3 separate regions of the Mus musculus genome follow, and regions 1 and 3 are each linked to region 2. The links are chromatin contacts, called in public Hi-C and HiChIP or PLAC-seq maps. All regions are on one chromosome and are shown on one strand. The core of a region is the stretch at or near the end of the contact, and the rest is flanking DNA. Distances in the headings are between cores, read along the strand shown.

The links. Hi-C and Micro-C count contacts between places; a contact is called where the count stands out from the background. HiChIP or PLAC-seq counts read pairs in DNA pulled down with a chosen protein or histone mark.
Region 1: an H3K4me3 HiChIP or PLAC-seq map of embryonic basal ganglia shows a contact between it and region 2, with 4 times the contacts expected there. The contact joins two enhancer-like sites. A contact is called at or near these places in 1 of 484 Hi-C or Micro-C datasets (cerebral cortex), 5 of 115 datasets of contacts at active chromatin or transcription factors (embryonic basal ganglia, embryonic stem cells, forebrain and 1 more) and 1 of 9 other capture datasets (embryonic stem cells).
Region 3: a Hi-C map of ventral hippocampal neurons shows a contact between it and region 2, with 1.6 times the contacts expected there. The contact joins two enhancer-like sites. A contact is called at or near these places in 1 of 39 promoter capture datasets (hippocampal neurons), 5 of 484 Hi-C or Micro-C datasets (cerebral cortex, cortical neurons, differentiating embryonic stem cells and 1 more), 1 of 115 datasets of contacts at active chromatin or transcription factors (embryonic stem cells) and 2 of 9 other capture datasets (adipose tissue and embryonic stem cells).

Annotation. Positions count from the first base shown.
Region 1 is chr16:42,715,683-42,719,845 of GRCm38.p6, reverse strand. No RefSeq gene overlaps it. Among named protein-coding and RNA genes, the nearest start is that of Gm29960, 65 kb to the right of the region's middle. Within about 2 kb of position 1,620, at least 65 of the 459 cell types and tissues checked have an H3K27ac peak or open chromatin away from gene starts, as enhancers often do. A contact at or near this core is called in embryonic basal ganglia, where this site is marked.
Region 2 is chr16:42,268,244-42,272,398 of GRCm38.p6, reverse strand. All of the region lies in intron 2 of Gap43 (growth associated protein 43), which reads left to right. Among named protein-coding and RNA genes, the nearest start is that of Mir6540, 33 kb to the left of the region's middle. Within about 2 kb of position 2,903, at least 62 of the 459 cell types and tissues checked have an H3K27ac peak or open chromatin away from gene starts, as enhancers often do. A contact at or near this core is called in embryonic basal ganglia and ventral hippocampal neurons, where this site is marked.
Region 3 is chr16:42,614,026-42,618,091 of GRCm38.p6, reverse strand. No RefSeq gene overlaps it. Among named protein-coding and RNA genes, the nearest start is that of Gm29960, 37 kb to the left of the region's middle. Within about 2 kb of position 1,976, at least 10 of the 459 cell types and tissues checked have an H3K27ac peak or open chromatin away from gene starts, as enhancers often do. A contact at or near this core is called in ventral hippocampal neurons, where this site is marked.

The sequences.
Region 1 (4,163 bases), core at 371-2,870, 450 kb before region 2:
GGTCTCCCAGGTGTGAGCTCTGAAGCAAGTATTTCAAACACAGATAGGTAATTCTATTGAGGGGGTAAAATTTTTTTTCTTTTTTTTTTATTACGTATTTTCTTCAATTACATTTCCAATGCTATTCCAAAAGTCCCCCCCCCCCACTCCCCTACCCACCCATTCCCATTTTTTGACCCTGGCATTCCCCTGTACTGGGGCATATAACGTTTGCCTGACCAATGGGCCTCTCTTTCCAGTGATGGCCGACTAGGTCATCTTTTGATACATATGCAGCTAGAGTCAAGAGCTCTGGGGTACTGGTTAGTTCATAATGTTGTTCCTCCGACAGGGTTGCAGATCTCTTTAGCTCCTTGGATACTTTCTCTAGCTCCTCCATTGGGGGCCCTGTGATCCATCCAATAGTTGACTGTGAGCATCCACTTCTGTGTTTGCTAGGCCCCAGGGTAGTCTCACAAGGGACAGCTATATCACCGTCCTTGCAACAAAGGCTTGCTAGTGTATGCAATGGTGTCATCGTTTGGAGGCTAATTATGGGATGGATCCCTGGATATGGCAGTCTCTAGATGGACCATCCTTTTGTCTCAGCTCCAAACTTTGTCTCTGTAAGAGAATTCTTGTTCTAACTAAGCAAGGTTCTGAGAAAAGAAAAGAAAAAAAAGATATTAATCTGAGCATTGATCTCATTTGGCTTTTGTTTTAGGAAAATCTGTTTCACATCACTCTTGTACCTTTCTATTGGTAAAGTACAGGAGAAATTATCTTCAAGGCTACCAGGTAACCTCTTTTGGCCCTGGGATAGAAACCTCAAGAATATGACATGACATAGATTGGAGGCAGGAACATTGGCAGTGAAATGCATCCTGGGACAATTAGGGAAGGAAGGGTCATGAAAAAGCAAAGAGAACTCAACCAACAGGTCTCAAGAAAGAGCAAGCTAGTGTTGATTTTTCTGCCAGTGTGCAGTCACTCACTGAGGTCACACCTGAGGTGAAGTCCAGTATCACCAACTATTTTAGCATTCTGTATCTGAAACTGTGCAGTAGGAAGAGCCCCAAGTTGAAACATGACCTCTTCTCGAACAGCACCACACCCTCCATTTCGGTGCCTCTACAGGAATAAGCACGATCATTTCTTCTGCTTGACAAGTGTGATCCACAAATCTCTAAAGAATTCTACTGTGCTAAATATTCACGAGGGTGTCTGACGGGGTAAGGCTAGGGAGATTACGCAGATACAGAAGAGAGCCAGGCAAGACATATAAAATGTGTTCTTGTTCACGTTGACAAAACAGGAAGGAAGTTCACTCATATATATGAAAGATTTTACTGGGACTTATGGGTAAAATAAATTTAACATCCTGATTATTAACATTTTTGGCACTAATTCCAACAAACAATAAGATTACAGAGACAGTGTTGTGTGGCTCATAACAACATGATTCCCTTCCTATTTAACTTCATTTTACTTAAAACATTTTTTTTTTTTTGCGTAAGGTATTTGGAGAAAGTATTTCTGTTTCCTAGTGAGAGAGAGGCCCCACCCCTTTCTTCATGGTGTGATGATTTCAGTCCAAACGCATCCAGTTTCTGGAAATGGCAAGTGAGACACTTGTTGCCATGGTGATTGTTAATAGTTCTGACTCAGATATAGTGTTGCCATAGCAACTGCATTGAAGCCCTTGGGAGGTGGTGCAGTCTCTCTCTCTCTCTCTCTCTCTCTCACTCTCTCACTCTCTCTCTCTCTCCATTTTTTTTTATCAGCAGAAAGAGGCTAAGAAGAACCATTTTAGTAGCTTCTCTCTGCTCTGCAGTGACGAAGCTTTCAAGGCTATTTCATCCATATGAAAGATTGTCCTGTTTCTGTGCTGATGGGGCAGACTCGCGTTGCTCTGCACTCTGCAGGAAGAATAAAGTCCCATGTATCACAGTAGCAAGCATATTACCTGCCTTTTAATGCGTTTTCATTTTGACCGTAATGGTTTCTAGTAACACAGGTCATCTCAAGTGACTAGATTAAGAATCTTCAGTGTCACTGGCAAGACAAGAAGAGCAAAGGTCAAAGCCTGAATAGGCAAACTTCATTGAGTTGCAGGCTGCCTCTGTCCCCTCTGCCTCTTCCCTGTGAAGATGGGAGGCATGGGGACAGACCTCTTTAGATCAACTAGGCTTCATTCTCTAGATTGTATACTTGTAAACCAGCATACACATACTTGGCTTTTAAAATGCGATCAGCACGCTGAAGGCCTTCAATATAAATATCACAAGCAAATGAGTAGACAGTCAGACAGCAGACATTAGTGTTTATTCATTCATTTCCCCGGAGACCACTCATCTAATTTTGCATCTCTGCAAGGCTTTTACTACATTCTGTTGTGCTCAGAGCTGCAAGCGGTCAGCAGGTCCGAGTTCTTGCTACTCTGAACCATGGGGCAGCTCTCTCACATCAGAGCCTATTCCAGTTTTCCGGTGTGGACTTCTGACATGGGGAGCAGCTGGAATGGGATTTAAGTGGCACTCCTCTGTGCAGCCTTGTCTCTGATCAGCAGATAGACAGAGCATCTCTAGACTGTCCTTGTGCTAAACAGGGACCGAATGCTCTGTAAGCCATGGGCCGAATGCTTCAAGGGGCTTCTCTGGTAGTCTGTCCTCAACTATCATGTTTATGGCCCCTCCCTTGTGCTCTCAGACTAAGATATTTTCTCCCCCGCTCCTTTTTTTTTTTTTTTTTTTTTTTTTAAGTAAAGCCCTCCTTGAGCATGACAATAATGTCCTTTTCTTTGTACATCTCACTGGGTTTAGCAGCCTGGCTCCATTTTACAGAAACCTAGTGAGACCATATTACATAAAGGAAAAGCAAATTAGGTGTGTGTTGACCTTGACTTCTATGTACCTTTTGATGGGGTTCTCTCTTCCTGCCACTAGAGGTAATACCTAGTTACCTAGTTACCTAGTTACAATGGGGGAAATATGGATGCTAGTGGGGAAGGCTGGCATTAATGGGAGCATCACCTAGATGCTGGAGAGGATGGTCCCTGAGCAATGACAAGCTTGGAATTCTATTGAAGATGCTTCTTAGGTCTGTGTAAGGGACCAGATGAGGTTTGGTAAATATTTGTGGAATGAGCGATTTTTTATTTCCTGGAATCCATAAGTGTTGTACACGGATTGATGACTGCAGAGAGTGGGCTCCATTTTCCTGCTTCTCAGTGTTTCCTGCACAGCTGGAAACTGTTCCAAAATGCTAGCTATATGCTAATGCACAATCTACCTCTCGTTAGTTTGGTATCGAAGAAAGATTCCTCCCTTAAATAAGAATCTTTTTGCAACCAGCTTACCAGGGTGGGCTCCCATGTTATGATGTGGTACTTTAAATGTTTGAAAATATCTGAAACCCTTCATTTCCCATCTTAATATTTCATAGCTCCTTCCTTGTTAACTGGTTGCTAATTTTTCATAGATTTGATTCAGGGCTGTTGTTCCTTCTTTTTTTCATCTTTTCCTTAATTGAATTATTTTGAATGAATGGAGAGGGCTGGAGAGATGGCTCCCTGGGGAAAAAGCATTTGTTGCATAAACATGAGGACCTGGGCTAATCCCCAACACCCATGTAGAAATCTACATGTGGCCCCACACACCTGTGATGCCATCACTGGGGGTGAGGGGCAGAGACAGGAGGATCACTGTGGCTTGCTGGCTGATGGAAGATCCTGTCCCTCAATGGAATAAGACAGTGAGTGATACGGTAGGATGCCTTTTGTTTCTCCTACATGTGTGCACAGCTGGACACACATGTGTTTAACACACATGGATTTTAAAAAGGATTGGAAAGCTGACTTGAAATACATTTAAGGAGCTTTTTTTCATTGAATGTATCTAATTAATTTGTTTTATTTACCTGTCATGTTTAGGAGACAGGGTATCTCAGCATAGCTCAGGTAGGCATCAAGCTCACTGCAGGCTCCCCAGTGCTGGGATTACAGCTGTGAATTACCATGCCTGGATCACAGCATCCTTTAAACAACATCTCGAAATCAGCACCTTTATGGTGCTTATTGTGACGTTCCATTTTGTCTTTCTACAAAATTACCTAGGCGAGAAAGAGGTAAAAATTCAGTGTCAGTGAAAAGGACTGACATCCAGCTTACGGCTTGGCACTGGGGT
Region 2 (4,155 bases), core at 1,654-4,153:
ATATAAGGTTCATGAAGACAAGGTATTCTTTTGTTTTAGTACTGTGTTGTACACTGCTGTATCCCTAGAAAGTAGAACATGGAGCAAGATTATAGCAGGCATTTGTTTCATTTCATGACTAAAGGCGTCATCTACGTGGCAATATGGCAGGCATTTCTTTTGGTTGTTATCATTTAAAGGAAAACAAAGTAGCCAGACTTGTTCTCAAAGATATCACCTAGGTGGCAAAGGAGACATGCTCACTTTTACTTGGTGTGTTTCGTCCCTTTTTACCACGCAGGTGCTTCTTCTCTTTGCCTGGATAGATTTCCCCCCATCTTCCTTTGCTTTTGTAGACTCTTTGATAATTCAGATCATTACCCATGCAGGTATGGCACCAAAGCGCTGGATCTTGTTTCACAGTCTCTCTCTCTCTCTGTGCATGGAGGAGCAGTCATAGGTCAGGCACATTGCCTCATCCTCCTAAGACAAAGGATACATAAAGGGCAGGCAGCAAGTTTCACCAATCCAAAGGTTTGGGCTTGAATGTAAAATGTCCTATACAGTGCATGTGTTTAAATAGTTGGTCCCAACCTGGTGAAAGGTTGTGGGATCTTTAGGAGGGGTAGACTTTCCAGATGTGGTTCATGGGGCAATGGAGCAATGGAGCGTGAGATTTTAATGCTCATCTCCATTTCCCCATTGACTCTCTGCTTCTTGATTATGGACACAGGGTGACCCGGCCCCCTCACAATTCTGCCCCCACGTCTTCATCAATGTGGTGGACTCTTATCATTTCAGGCTGTAAGCCAGAACAAATTATTTCTCTCCTAACTTGCTTCTTGTCAGATGTGTGGCCACAGCAGCAAGAAAAATAAGTAAGGCATGGTTTTATTTCAGCCATTGGGGATTCTTCACTGACTGAAAATAGATGTGTAAAACTCACATTTGCATCGGAGTGAGCTCTCTTTCTCTCATGGTGAATCAGCAAATCAAAGCTGTGGAAGCTTTTGTGTCTATGAAGCTTCTGTGGATTCAAATTTTCTATGCCATAAATTATGATTAGCTCAGCATTTACCCAACAGTGGTTCTGTTTTAGTATATTGAATGTTCTTACATGCTGACTACATCCCAATGTAATTTAAATATTTAGTGAAAGGGCCCATTGTATGAAAGCCTACACAATATATATAAACATATGTATATATACATATGATGCTTATACATAGATAAAGATTAAACTAAAAAAGCATACTGTCATACATATAGCAGTTTGTATGCATGCACACATGTGTGCACACACATGCACACATATGCATTCAGGACACTCAGCTTTGAGTGATGTCTGTTACTGTAAGAATGATTTGAGTTCACAATTCAGGTAGTTTTATAATGGCTCAGAAGTTATGGCAAGACAGTTCCGTTCTTGACAACGGGCGCACATGGCCTAGACTATTCATATCCTGTGGACCAGTAAAGAGAGGGAGCAGACCAGGTACCACAGGCCAGCCCTCCTATAATTGTCAAAATCTTGTCTACAGTGACCTCCTATTTTCCAACAAGGCCCCGCCTCCTGAAGATTCTGCAGTTTCCTAAAATACTATTACCATCCGGGAAACAACTATTCCAGATGGACTCCTATGAGAGACATTTTAGATTCAACACATAAGTGTTGGTCATCATCTATAGATTAAGTTTAATGTTATCTATTAGCGATGCCTGATTAAAAAACACCTGTGAGCCGGGTGTGGTGGTGCACGCCTTTAATCCCAGCACTCGGGAGGCAGAGGCAGGCGGATTTCTGAGTTCGAGGCCAGCCTGGTCTACAAAGTGAGTTCCAGGACAGCCAGGGCTATACAGATAAACTCTGTCTCGAAAAACCAAAAAAAAAAACAAAAAAAACAAAAAAAAAAACCACCTGTGACCTAGAAAACAGCAGTGAACTCAGTGAGTGTTCCTTTAGATGTGGACTGTAGTTAGGAAAGGTGCCTGTGAAAAGACAGAACACTGAGGCCAACAATGAACCTCGTCTGTATGAGTTAGGGGTAAACTCTGATGAGCAAGGACTGTGGGTCGCATTTATGGGTGGCTGCATTTAGAGAGTGAAGAGATGTAGCCAGGGTGTGAATTGGGACGGAGAGGGTGATGGGAGAGGCAAGGGGTGAGAGCTTCAGTGCAACCTGAAAATCCCAATCCAATAGGAAGCTGTGACAGCAGGGACCAGGGCGCCAGCAAGGGACTGGAAAGCTCCCGAGTCTGTGGACCGAGACTTTCCCATGACAGTAGACTTCGTGTGAATAAGAGAACAAAATACCGTTGTGTGGTTAATAGTTTTGTCCTAAACTGGAAACCTATCATTCCTTAGTCAATTCTTGGCATAGTCACCACCTTCTCTTAGTCAAACTGCTGCCTAACCCTGACATATAATTTGGGTAAGTGGGAAGAATACAAGTGTGTGTGTGTGTGTGTGTGTGTGTGTGTGTGTGTGTGTGTGTGTAGAGCTGTGATTAACTGTCACTGCTGAGTACTTGAAATGTGGCAGCCATTCTTGGGGATTTCCTACCCCCAAGACTTGGGTTGATGCTTCTCCATTGAGTCTGTTGACTGTGGTAAGCATTGGCTCACTAAAGTACTTCGGCACTGGCAGGAGGTTGACAGGAATATAATCACTCCAGCTCAGCTATTTGTCTTTAGCAACCTGTGTCCTGACACCTGTTGGGAACAGCAGATTTATAGCTTGTCACCATGAGTAAGGTGTTTGAGAGAAACTGGAACGGGCTTAATGTTACCCTTTCACAAAATACTTTTGTTTTCCCTTATTGTGTCCCATGTTATTGTAACACCCTGTATCTATTCCATCTATCCCAACCCTTGTCTGCCTCTCCCCACCACCAAGCTCCCACCCAGATCTCCAGAGAATCACTGCTACTCAATCCATCAGCCAAAGTTAGTGGGTTCCCATGGCAACCAGGCAGCTGGTGTCTAGACACTCAGAGAGAAGCTTTGCAATTGAACTGCAAATCTAGATTCTAACACACCCTCTCCTCTCCCCCCCACCCCTTTCCTCCCATTTCCCTTTATTTACAACAGGCATTAGTGCCAACACTGGCTGAGGTTTCCTTTTGACAGACCATTAAAGGAAGGAGGGGGAAGAGAGAGCAGAGCTGGTGAGAAACCCAAATGTACTGTCTTGTCATGTCAGTTCAGTAAGAGGACAACTGAGCTGACAGGCTGATTGCATTTGCTCTTTTTTTTTTTTCTCACGAAGGATTTTATTTAATTAAAATATTTTAAATTAGAAAACAGTGCCACTAGTCCAATGGGAGATATAAGCATCTTTAAAAGCCAATAAAAGCCTTTTCAGGGTAAGGCTACAGCTGATACACAGGGGTGAGGCAGAAGTTTTCACTGGCAGCAGGCAATCAATATAATTTCTCTTTCTATGAGGCTCGGGGGGAATTACATGTCTTTGATATTATAGGAAAATACAAGAAAGAGCTTTAAGTGACACCTCATATCTATAAAAGTCAAGTTGAAATCTTTATTTCTCTTGAGGAAAAGAAAAGCTGTCCTTAACAACCAGGGTCTATTCTGGTTTTTAGTCTTTGTCGAATTCTCCTGTGTATATAAACATTTTACAAAGCACAAAAATTAGGCAAAAGTACTTTTTATAGGACAACTAGGAGTGAGTCTGAACACAGTCTAAGTATAAACAATGTCCAAATACAAAATGGACAGCTATGTCCTTAGCCCGGTTGCATAAACAATTAGGTTTTTGTACATGATATTCATTGAGGTGTCCAGTCATAAAACTACCCATCCTTGACATGACTCCAATGTGGAACAGTGTTGGGCTTCCTTGCATTCATCTCCACTTCACCAAACACAAACTCAAAGAAATAATTTCTGATTCTTCTGAGATGTCTCTGCATGTTTTCATGGTTGTGACCTGTCAATAATCCCTGAAACTCCCAGCAGTCTCTGGATAGAGAATGTTGATGCTCCATCAAATTTCTTTGTTCCCTTGAATGAAATGTATGAAAGGTATTTTCTCATATATTTTTATTCCATACTGTGTGTGTGTGTGTGTGTGTGTGTGTGTGTGTGTGTGTGTGTGTGTGTATCAACTGAATTTTGAGATTACCTTCTAAAATCTTATTTTTAAAAAAATCACCT
Region 3 (4,066 bases), core at 727-3,226, 350 kb before region 2:
AGGAGCTTGCTTACAGTTTCAGAGGTTTAGTCCATTATCATCATGGCATAAAGCATGGCATGCAGACAGACCACTGGAGGGTCCTCTCACGTTGGTATAAAGTTAGATACAACCAGTACGAGTATAGGAAGGTGGTGAAAAAAGCTGGTGCCTGAATATACGAAAGAAAGAAAGAAAGAAAGAAAGAAAGAAAGAAAGAAAGAAAGAACGAAAGAAAGAAAGAAAGAAAGAAAGAAAGAAAGAAAGAAAGAAAGAAAGAAAGAAAGAAAGAAAGAAAGAAAAGAAAAGAAAAGAAAGGGAGGGAGGGAGGAAGAAAGAAGAAAAGACAGACAGACAGACAGAAAAACAGGTGTAACCTGAGTGTACCTTTGTAGAGAAATTTTAGTTGGGAAAACTGGGTAGGCCCTTAAATATTGATTGGTTCGTTTTAGACTCAAGAGCTGAGGCAAACCTTAAAAACTGTAGGCTGTCATTCTACCCTTTATAGCTAACAAGGGGGTCTCTCAAAGAGTTCAGAAGGGCACGATAATATAAAGCAATGGCAATGCACACATGTGCACACATGCACAGAAACATTCAGACCAAAACATGAGCAAGGAGTGACTGTATTGGTCTGAGCAGTAGAATTTGTGAATGGATATTTCTGGTTTTGACTGTTTTGGCACGTGTGTGTGTGTTATGTGTGTGTGTTGTGTTTGTGTGTGTGTGTTGAGGATGTGTGAGTGTATGTAAGCCAGAGGTTGACACTGGTTGTCCTCAACCACTGTGGACTTGTTATATGGAGGCAGAGACTCACTGAATCAGGAACTTTGGTCTGGCTAGTCATGATGTTTGGCATAAGCCTCGGATGCCCTGTTTCCACTTCCTGAATGCTGATATACAGTTTAGAGCAGGATGCCATGCCTGCCTGGCTTTTTTGTGGGTGCTAGCATTGGAATTCTAGTCCTCAGACTTGGGGAGCAAGCACTTTTCTCCACTGGGATGTCTCTCCATCTTACAATATTGCTTTTTTTTAAAATAACATTCTACTTTACAACAGAAATACTTTAGCAAGTGCATGTATTACTATAAATCTGAAGAAGTTGATGAATTCAGTAATATTTTCTAGTCATTACTGATCTCTCTCTGGTCAGAGCTCATGTCTGTCATGTTCAGAGTTGTTTACCCTTCCACCTGTTAAGAGATCTTCCCTGCTCTTTCTATATAGGTTTCCATTGTCTGCTATAACTTAGTCATCTTAATTGTCCTGTGTTATTTTGTACATACTAATTACTTGAATTAGGAGTTGTAACCTATCAGTATTACATACTTACCTCTTGCCTCCCCTCACTATGAAATCAACTCCAAGTAAGCAAGACTTCGTTCCTAGACTTCTATTCCTGCCTACCCATAGCATTTCTGGTGTATGGTAAATGCTCAATACCTATTTGTTAGATGGTCCAATGAATTGTAAATAACATTAAGAAGGACTGGGGCTACATATTGATCCATTTTGATTAGAACACAAATTGAGTCTCTCTAGCATATGTGTGGCTTCATTTACTTTTTTTTCGTTTAATACATTGCACAGTTGGTGGCTTCTCTATAGAAGACCTCTTTTGTAAAAGATAGAAAGGCAAGGTTTATGATGTCCTCATGAAGCTTACAATTAATTGGGAGGAACAGAAGCATGGTTCTTGACTAGCCAGCCCACTACTGACTGAGGAGTCCTTCAACCAAGAGAGGTCAGGCTGGGGTGAAGGGAAGTGTGATATTGTTTCTATAGCTGGTGGGGTGCAGGGAGTCCTACTCCCCCATATTGAAAGACAGACTCTTGGGAACCACCTTCACCTCCTAACTCCTGGGATACACCCCACATAGGGAGGATTCTCGTGTGTTATCTCTTCTGCTGGGTTTTCTCTCCCATATGGTTTTGCTGGCTCCCCTGAAGCTCTAAAGCATGGAAGGAGTGCTGCCATAAGTTCCAGCTGGCTCGTGGGCCCCGTTTTCTCACCTCCTTTCTGCCAACCCTGTGTCAGAAAGCTGGGCCTCATTCCCATTATCTAGCCTTATTCAGAGTATATTCCCTGAACACAGTCAACCTTAGAATGGGGGAAGGAATGTAATCAGGAGTGATGATTTTCCTAATAATCTTTGGATCTTTGGCCTGGAAACCTTTACTAATAGTGACTCATTTCTTTGAATTAATGCATTAGCCTTCTTTGGCATTCTAGTGTTTCTGATGATAAACAAGGGGGCTTAATGAAATATTAAAGCAATAAAGAAGGAGATAACCAAAACATTTTAAATCTTAGTGTGAAAATGGGAACTAGGTATTTGGCAGGGATCCGGTGTGTGTGTGTGTGTGTGTGTGTGTGTGTGTGTGTGTGTATGCTTGTGCATGTATATGTATGTATGTGTGCACTTGTGTATGTGCATGCATGCATGTGTGTGTGTGCTTGTGTACACGTATGTGAATTGGTGTGGTGTGTATGTGTGCCCACATACACATGCACACACACACACACACACACACCTGTGCATGTGTGTCCATTGACAGGATAGAGACAGTGATCCCACAGAAAGTGGATTGGCTGCTGTCTATGATTAAGTTTCCTGAATCCTACCTGTCTCTGGAACAGGCATCCTTATCACAGGTCATCAGCAGACTGAACCATGGAGCACTTAGTTTTAACTCAGGGAGACCACGTTTTTTGATACCTCTTTTTTTTTTTACAAGTGGAGGAGTCAAAGGTCTTGGTTCTGGGGTTGACTTGCTTCTTGTTTTATTGTCGAGCATGAAACAATATATCTTTAAGTAGCAGTTTATGCGTTCCTAGGAGACAGATGGCAAAAGTATCTGCTTCATAGAATTATAAAGATTAAATGAGCTAAAGTAGTAAAGCACATAGCAAAATCCTTGGCTCACATCAGGAACTTGATAAATACTGGCTATTTAAAGTGGAGTTATTAAAGGGAAAATTTTCATACCAAATGGAGTTGTGAATGGCTCTCCTGATGCCTGAGATATTGGACCAGCCAGCATCCTCTCAGCCCTACTTTTCTCTGCATTTAAATTTTCATATCTTCAAAATGATCTTGACAATTCATTTTACCTACAAACTCCCCAAGAACAAATCACTTCAAAAATTAAGACAATTAATCTTAGATGAGACATTGTGTCCTAGGGTATCTTCAAATCCTAATAACTTTGGAGTGCATAAAAGAGCTAGAGAAGATGCATTTGTGTGAAATATTTGGATTTTGTGATCCTAAAATTATTGCTTACCTGTTTCTCTTGAGATGGCCTGCTTTTCCATTGGCTGGAATAGAGCAAGAGTCAGAACCTGAGCCTTTGAAGACACAAGGTTCCTTAAAATGTCTAACTTGAGATTTGGAAAACTTACTGAGTGATTCTAACATGCTACCCAGTTCTTCTATTCTTAAAGGCTAAGGAGAGGTATCAACATTTTTCTTCCTGTCTTGCTCTAGCAGCAGATATGGGCTCAGAACTGATATTTAAAGGCTGAGACCTAGTGATGAAGCTGCTGCTATTGTTTAACTAAATATATAAAATGTACCCATGAGACTATGCTCTAAATAATTATATTTATGCCTATAGATTATTAGTTCTGTCAACTTTGTACAGAGAAGCCTCCTCTTGTAGTGGGTAGTAGTTAATGCAGAGTCTCGTCACTGCTCAAAGTGTTGAGAATAAGGAACCTTGAGTGTGTAGCCTTAATGGGAAATGCATAGCACTTCCTCCAAGGCTTATAGAGTATCATGACTATGGGGACAGAAGGAGCAAGAGACAGAGGACGAGGTCTGGAATCTACCTTCTGGAATGGCATGGAATTTGCATTTGAGAGCTCATGGAAGCAGATTATCTGTATAGGACACATACAAGATTGGACTTGCAGACATCCCATCAGGAACTTGGAAAGGCTTATGAGTCTGCAGTCCTTTTTAAGGAATTACTGGCTGTTAATGGCGCTAGGGGAAAAGGAGACGTTTTATTGAGTGGCACGGCCACTAACTGGTAAGTTTCCTATGTCCCTATAAATAGCCCCTTCCCCATGATTATGTA